Linked DNA regions of Drosophila melanogaster: region 1 is linked to region 2. Evidence: chromatin contacts called from public Hi-C data. All regions are on one chromosome and are shown on one strand. Each heading gives the region's core, a stretch centred on a gene start, on an enhancer-like site or on the middle of the called end of the contact. The rest is flanking DNA. Distances are from core to core; before and after follow the strand shown. Region 1 holds the start of mod(mdg4) (modifier of mdg4). Region 2 holds the start of CG14722.

The links. A called contact is a pair of places that touch in the nucleus more often than the background predicts.
Region 1: a contact with region 2 is called in a Hi-C map of the Kc167 cell line, with 3 times the contacts expected there. The contact joins the promoter of mod(mdg4) here to the promoter of CG14722 in region 2.

Annotation. Positions count from the first base shown.
Region 1 is chr3R:21,349,402-21,352,541 of dm6, reverse strand. It overlaps mod(mdg4) (modifier of mdg4), which reads left to right. Exons shown (of 6, transcript NM_163881.2): 5 at 1,164-1,239; 6 at 1,299-1,696. The coding sequence ends at 1,515. It overlaps mod(mdg4) (modifier of mdg4), which reads right to left and starts at 1,696. Exons shown (of 6, transcript NM_163881.2): 1 at 1,299-1,696; 2 at 1,164-1,239. The coding sequence starts at 1,515. It overlaps mod(mdg4) (modifier of mdg4), which reads left to right. Exons shown (of 6, transcript NM_163881.2): 5 at 1,164-1,239; 6 at 1,299-1,696. The coding sequence ends at 1,515. mod(mdg4) (modifier of mdg4) reads right to left here and starts at 1,696. Exons shown (of 6, transcript NM_163881.2): 1 at 1,299-1,696; 2 at 1,164-1,239. The coding sequence starts at 1,515. It also overlaps mod(mdg4) and aus.
Region 2 is chr3R:11,740,004-11,743,280 of dm6, reverse strand. It overlaps CG14722, which reads right to left and starts at 1,391. Exons shown (of 2, transcript NM_141854.4): 1 at 1,120-1,391; 2 at 1-1,044. The coding sequence starts at 1,127. Blm (Bloom syndrome helicase) reads left to right here and starts at 1,498. Exons shown (of 4, transcript NM_079595.3): 1 at 1,498-1,717; 2 at 1,768-3,277. The coding sequence starts at 1,624.

The sequences.
Region 1 (3,140 bases), core at 447-2,946, 9.6 Mb before region 2:
ACCTACTGGCGCTGCACACAGTACACCACAAAGACCAAGTGCCATGGTCGGCTCCATGTGCTAAACGGAAAAATAGTGCACATCAAAACGCACAATCATTCACCACTCGACCAGGAGCGAAAGCAGTACATGAAGCTGCAATTGAATAATGTGTGAACCATCTTTTGGCTATGGTTATGAATTCCAAACAGTTTTGATTTTGTAATGCTGAAGGGAGATATCTTATAGTTTTGATAAACCCTAAATAAAACCTATACCTTAGAGCTGTGCTAGTGCTCTGCTTTCCATAATTGTAGTTAAGTGAAAGGAAAACATTTATTAATTAATTTTGATCAACTCGTTTATGTACATAAGAAAATGGATAAATGGACATATTTATTCATTTTCATAGACTTAGTTATTATAAGCATACAACTACGAAAATAATTTAAAACTGAGTTGCTGTAACGTTGAACGAAAGTTTTTAGTACGTTTGATTTTCTCAATTAAAACCCTAAAAAACAACCTGAAAGTGTGCGTAATAATTGTATTGTAACTTTTATCATGTAATTATAAACTTATGTAAAACATAATCCATTCAAGCCTAATCCTATATTTTTAATACTCACTTAACTTTGTGTGTATATATCATTAACACTTATGCTTTCCTTTGCAGGTACCTCACATTTGGCCACTTTTAGTTGCACCCGGAAGAAAAAGCGTAAGCTGGTAATCGACAGACATGAGTTTGTCATGGATCGGAAGCTGAAGAGCAGCATCAACTGGCGGTGTGCCAGGTATCGAAGTTCGAACTGCAAGGTCAGGGCCACCACCCACGTGCAGAAGAATGGACTGGAGGTGTACCGACTGAAATATGCGAAGCACTCGCACCTGTGACCTAAGAAAACATACAAATACCTGTTGAATAAATCTTAAAGCATTTTTATACAATAAATCATTATTAATCAAGTTAAAGCTTAGCAGGTGCTGAACAAAATTTCAATGGAGCTTAACTTTAGTGGTATTTTAGGGCTGTGAATGTATTCCATTAATTGGATTTTTAATATCATAGTAAAGTTGCAAAAACCAAATAGAAATAAAAGTGCGTGTAAGATATGTAGACTATTAAATACCCCTAAAGTTGTAAATCTTTACCTAACATTCATTTGATCTTTTACTTATAGATATAATACGCAAGCGAGGTATAATGATTGTCAAGGGCACCAAAGGAAAGCCCAAACTGCTGATGGGCGGCTACGAGTGAGTCTGTCGTATTATTAATATTATAAATAATATAATATAAAATTTTACCATTCCAGGTATTATCGCAACAATTCGCGGGGCTCCAAAACGTATTGGCTTTGTGCTCGGAATCGATACATGCGCTGCGCTGCTCGAATTATCACGTGCTCGGTGACTGGGGAGCTGATTATCAAGAACCAGCAACACAACCACGACACACTCAACCAGCCCAAAACTGAAATAAAGGAGAAACCACTGTCCTCTAGCCTTAAGTCTAAAGATCCCGAGCATTAGCCAATGCACCCCGCTCCATTCTGCTTCAAAGTCAACTCGATGTACCCATCTTATTTATACTCTATCTACATATAAGGGTAAAGCAATTTATTTTAGTTCGTTTAGACTAATGACATGTATGTGTTTAGGTATCGCGTGTATTAGTTAAGACCTTGCTACAAAGTTATCAAGTGCATGCCTTAAACTTTTATTTTAGTTTTAAAAGGATAACGGTATGTTAAAATAATAAAATAGGATTTGCATTTTTAGGAACCAATTTATTATATGCAAATAAGCGCGATACCTATGTATGTAAATGCGCATCTAGTGTTATGTCCTTGGGTGTATACCCATGTATCCAATAGGCACCCCAAGCTAATTTTTCTTTAGCTTTTTTACAGTTTATTATTTATTTAGCGTATAAGAATTAATGTCTCAGAGTTGCAACTTTCTAGTTTAATACTCCCAGGTATTTTTTTTAAATTAGAATTCTAAGGTGTATTTTGTGGGACTCTATCAAAAATTCTCTTTTAGGTATTAAATAACAATAATGAATCAACTTTTTTGATCCATTACCTATCATCTATGCTACTTTTCAAAAATCCCCTATTCCGTGCAAGTCAATACTACGTAAAAAGAATTTAAAATTCCTTGTTCGACTGGATTTCATTCTTTATAAAAACCGTATGAAGTGATTGAGTATGGGAATTGGAGCTTTACAAGGCCACGAAAAACTGTTTTATAAACAGATACATTCTTTATTGGTTCAACGACCCTTTGTTGCATGGCCAGCTCTCAAATTGATACCGCACACAATGACGGGCCTGCTAATTTCTTAAGTAAACTTTGTGGGTCTTGTTTATACAAATCGAGTTTCAAGCAAAGAGTGCGAAGTGTGGAATGACAAGAAAGCTGATTCAGCTTTCGGGCCACTTGAAATGTGTCCCTAAGTGAGGCATATTAATCTGCTATTGAACGCATTCGTTTGCATTCAGACAGTGGCTACAAAAAGTTGCCTCTTACTTCAGAAAAATAAATAAAACGACGTTCAACTTTTACGGTGCCATATTTTTACCTTGCAATGTGTATCTAGTGCGTTTTTAATAGTAAAAACATATGTTTACATTGTTGAAATGCAATATTTTGAAAATCTATTGTGTTTGAAAAGTTGTATTCAGCTACCTCGGGAAGCTTGAGCATCGAATATATTACTTAGCTCTTGTAGTATATCCAAAAGTAGAAAAAATAATTAAAAATGAATGCTTAAATTGCAGAATAATGTTTCAAATGAATGCGCCAATCGCAGTCGTTTTGCTGAGATAAGATGAATGGTTCGAGTCCGCGCCAAATATCTGTGAGATTGCAGCAGTGCTGCGCTGCGGTCATACTGCAGCGGTGAGATACAATCCCTCGGAGGCGAATTCGTTTACCGTACCGTATCGAAAAAGTTATATTCTCTCTCGAAAACCCGAAGCGAGCGGACGTGCAGCGCGTGCCGCGTAGAAACAGATACACAGCCCATAGATACAATTTCCCTTGGCTCGTTTCGTAGGTGGTGTGTATTGCAGCAGAAGCATCAGCGAACGAGCAAAAGCGTCTCTGCGTGTGAGAGCGTTTCGGTGAAAATTAAATAAAACAAAGAGCCA
Region 2 (3,277 bases), core at 142-2,641:
TACAAGCGACCCTTGGAGGTACCAACCACCAGCTTGGAGTCACCGCGGTAGACCCCCATGCAGTTCAGCTCCTCCTCGTACGGCTCCGATTGCACGTACATCTTCCGTGCGGATATATTAAATGTAGTCAGGTAGCCATCGGCACTGGTGGCCAGCAGAAGCTTGCTTTGCTCGTTAGTCGTCAGCTGGGTGATCTGATCTTCCAGTTCTTTTAGCTCGAAGATGGCGTTCTTGGTGCGCAAATCCCACAGCTTGACCGTACCGGCATCATCGCCCGAGGCAAAGAGATTTTCATTCAGAACGTGCAGCGTGTTGATGGCATCATCGTGGGCCGTCTCGTATAGCTTTTTTAGTTTCTCCGTTTCCATATCGGTGACCATCACGCACTTGTCTTTGGAGCAGGTGAGCAGGAAGCGCCCATCCTCTGTGAACTCCACATCGCGGCATGCTTTGGAATGAACCTCAATAGTGCGCAGCAGCTTGTTAGCCTCGTTGTCATACTCGTACAAATGTACATCCCCGATTATTGTGGCCAAGGCGATGATGTCGCGATCCGGATGAAAGCAGATATCTGTTATAAAGTCTTCCAGCTTAATCTCTGGAGGGGAACTGCGTGGCTTCTTTATGGCTGCTATCATGGCACGTACAGTCTCGTCTGTTTCGTCGTCCTCGTCCAAGTCGAAGGTGGCTTCTGGTTGCTTGTTGCTGCCCGATGGATTATCGTCATCCTTGCGTTTCTTTGCACTCGTTGCTCCTCCGGCGGTGACACCACCCGCCTCGTCGAGCATTGAATCATCTGAATCGGAGTCCGCTGCATTTGGATCGAAACTGTCATCGCTGCTGCTACTATCGTTGCCTTCGTAACTAATGTCGCCATCGTTATCCGGCACTGGAGCACCCATGTCTACCAGGTCATATTCGTCGTTGTCGCTGTCCGACTCGTTCAGCACCTCCTGTTCGATTTCCGCTATTACTCCCACCACCATGTCCTCGTCCAGATCATCTAGTTCGTCTTCGTCGGAGGGGGTTTTAAAGTTGTTATGTCTGCGAAACGTATGTTCGGAACATGTTTAGGATTCCAATCCATTGACCCAATGCGGTGCGTAATAAACTACTCACGTGTGCATAATATTGCAAGTCCAAGCTCCGAAAATATCCGCTTTTATTTACCACGTTTGGATATTGTTTGGATACCACGAGAACAAGAAGAAGCAGAAAGCATGTAGCCACTCAGCTGTTCGATATGGTTGGCCAAATAACTAGTTCTTAGCTAAATTCGCTTTTAAATGTTTTCCTCTGATACACAACAATATATCAATTTACACTTTATATTTTCAATACAAGTCATGCGATGCGCTTTCATCGCTTTACAATTTTTTTTCTTTTAATGATCTTTTAAAATATTATCGGATTAAATATGGTATATTTGAGTAGGTTACTCTGATGTTTCAGCTATATGTGAAGGGTGGACCGACGGTCACACTAATTCCTATTCGCATTGTTTCCATTGGCATATTGCGCGGGTTTTTAGTCCGAAAGTGTATAAAATTGTATTGCTTACTTATTTGTTAACTAGTTGTATGCAAATTAAAGCGCTGACATCTGTTTAAATCGCTGGTCGTGATGTCCAAGAAGCCTGTCGCGCAAAGAAAACAGCTCACACTTAGCAGCTTCATTGGCCTGGATGGCAATTCCCAGAGTCAACCTAAGAGCAGAGGTATTTGGAGCATTTTGACCAAATTAGGGATGTTAATAGTTGCATTTCAGCCGCAAGTGTCAGAAGCAAGCCCCCCGCAGTCTACAATCCCATCTTTCTGGACGCGTCCTCATCCGACGATGAAACTACGGAGATATCCAGTCAATCCAACAATGGCACTATTGCTACGAAGAAGTCCAGCAGAGATCCTAGAACCGCAAAGCTCAAAAAACACACATACCTCGATCTGTCAGTGTCCCCACTAGCTAAACTTTCTGCCAAGAAATATGCCAGAGATTCGCCCAAAAAGCCCACATCCCTCGATCTGTCAGTGTCCCCACTAGCTGAACTTCTTGCCAAAAAATCTGACAGAGATTCGCCCAAAAAGCCAGTACAGAATGAGAATAGTTACACCTATCGGGGATTGTCGGAATCTCCTGTTGAAAATAAATCAATTGGCGATACACTAAGGAAACCACCTCAAAAAGAGAGGAAAACATCAATAGTTTGGCTTTCGGATTCTCCGGAAAAGAAAGTGACGCAAAATGAGAGGAAGATCCTAGACTCTCCACTCCAAAGGTTCTCCTTCGAGGACTTTCCAAACAAAGAAAATGGAAATAGACATCACCTACTCACACTGCCTGATTCGCCGCCCCCTCCGCAGCCTGTCAAGAAACCGGAGAAAACTATGTGGCAAAATGAAACAAAAACGATTCAGGATAAGGACTCCCCTGCAAACCCATTAGTTAGCAACAATCTGGCCTCCATTTCGACTCTGCTTGACTCATCGCGGGCTCCTAATACATATAAAGGCAGTAGTCGTAATCTTTTTGAGGATTCTCCAGAGAAAAGTGGCAGCGGGGAGCAAGGCTATAAACTGGGTTCAGCGAAAGAAAATGAAATCCCGACAAAGCCTGCGACCGCTTCTCTGGAAAGAAATAGCGTCACCTCCTCTCCATCACCAGCGGCACCATTGAAGCCCAGATACAGTGTGGCTTTTGACAATTCTCTGGCTGATTACTTAAAGGACTTGGCCCAAAACGACAACTTCAGCATCGATCCCAATAAACAGAATACTGAGACACTGAAGAGCACGCTTGGATTCTTTCGCAACACTTATGTGGAGCTAATGGAAAAATATTGCTCTCTGATTGACCAGATTCCCGCCATGCACTTCAATGAAATAGCAGGCTTTCAGCCGAATACGTTTCTCAAGCTCAAAGTAATGCGACAAAAATTTAAAGCGCGGACACAGCTTGTCCAAAACAGTTTAGATAAGAAAGAAAGTCAGCTAAAAGCGGAACAGGAAGCCCTTGAGAAGGAGGAAATAGAAATGCAGGCGGAACAGGCTCAGCAGACTGTTTTATCATCATCTTCACCAGAGAAAAGTCGCCCGATAATGCCCCTGCCAAAAGTTCAAGAAATCAAGGATGAAAAAATACCCAATCGGAATCAGCTTATACACGACCTTTGCGGAGAGCCAGACAATTTCTCTCCACCCAGCTCGCCGCGCGATACGCAACTTATTCCGAAACGCCAGCAGCTCATCAACGACCTTTGCGGGGAGCCGGATGACTTCTC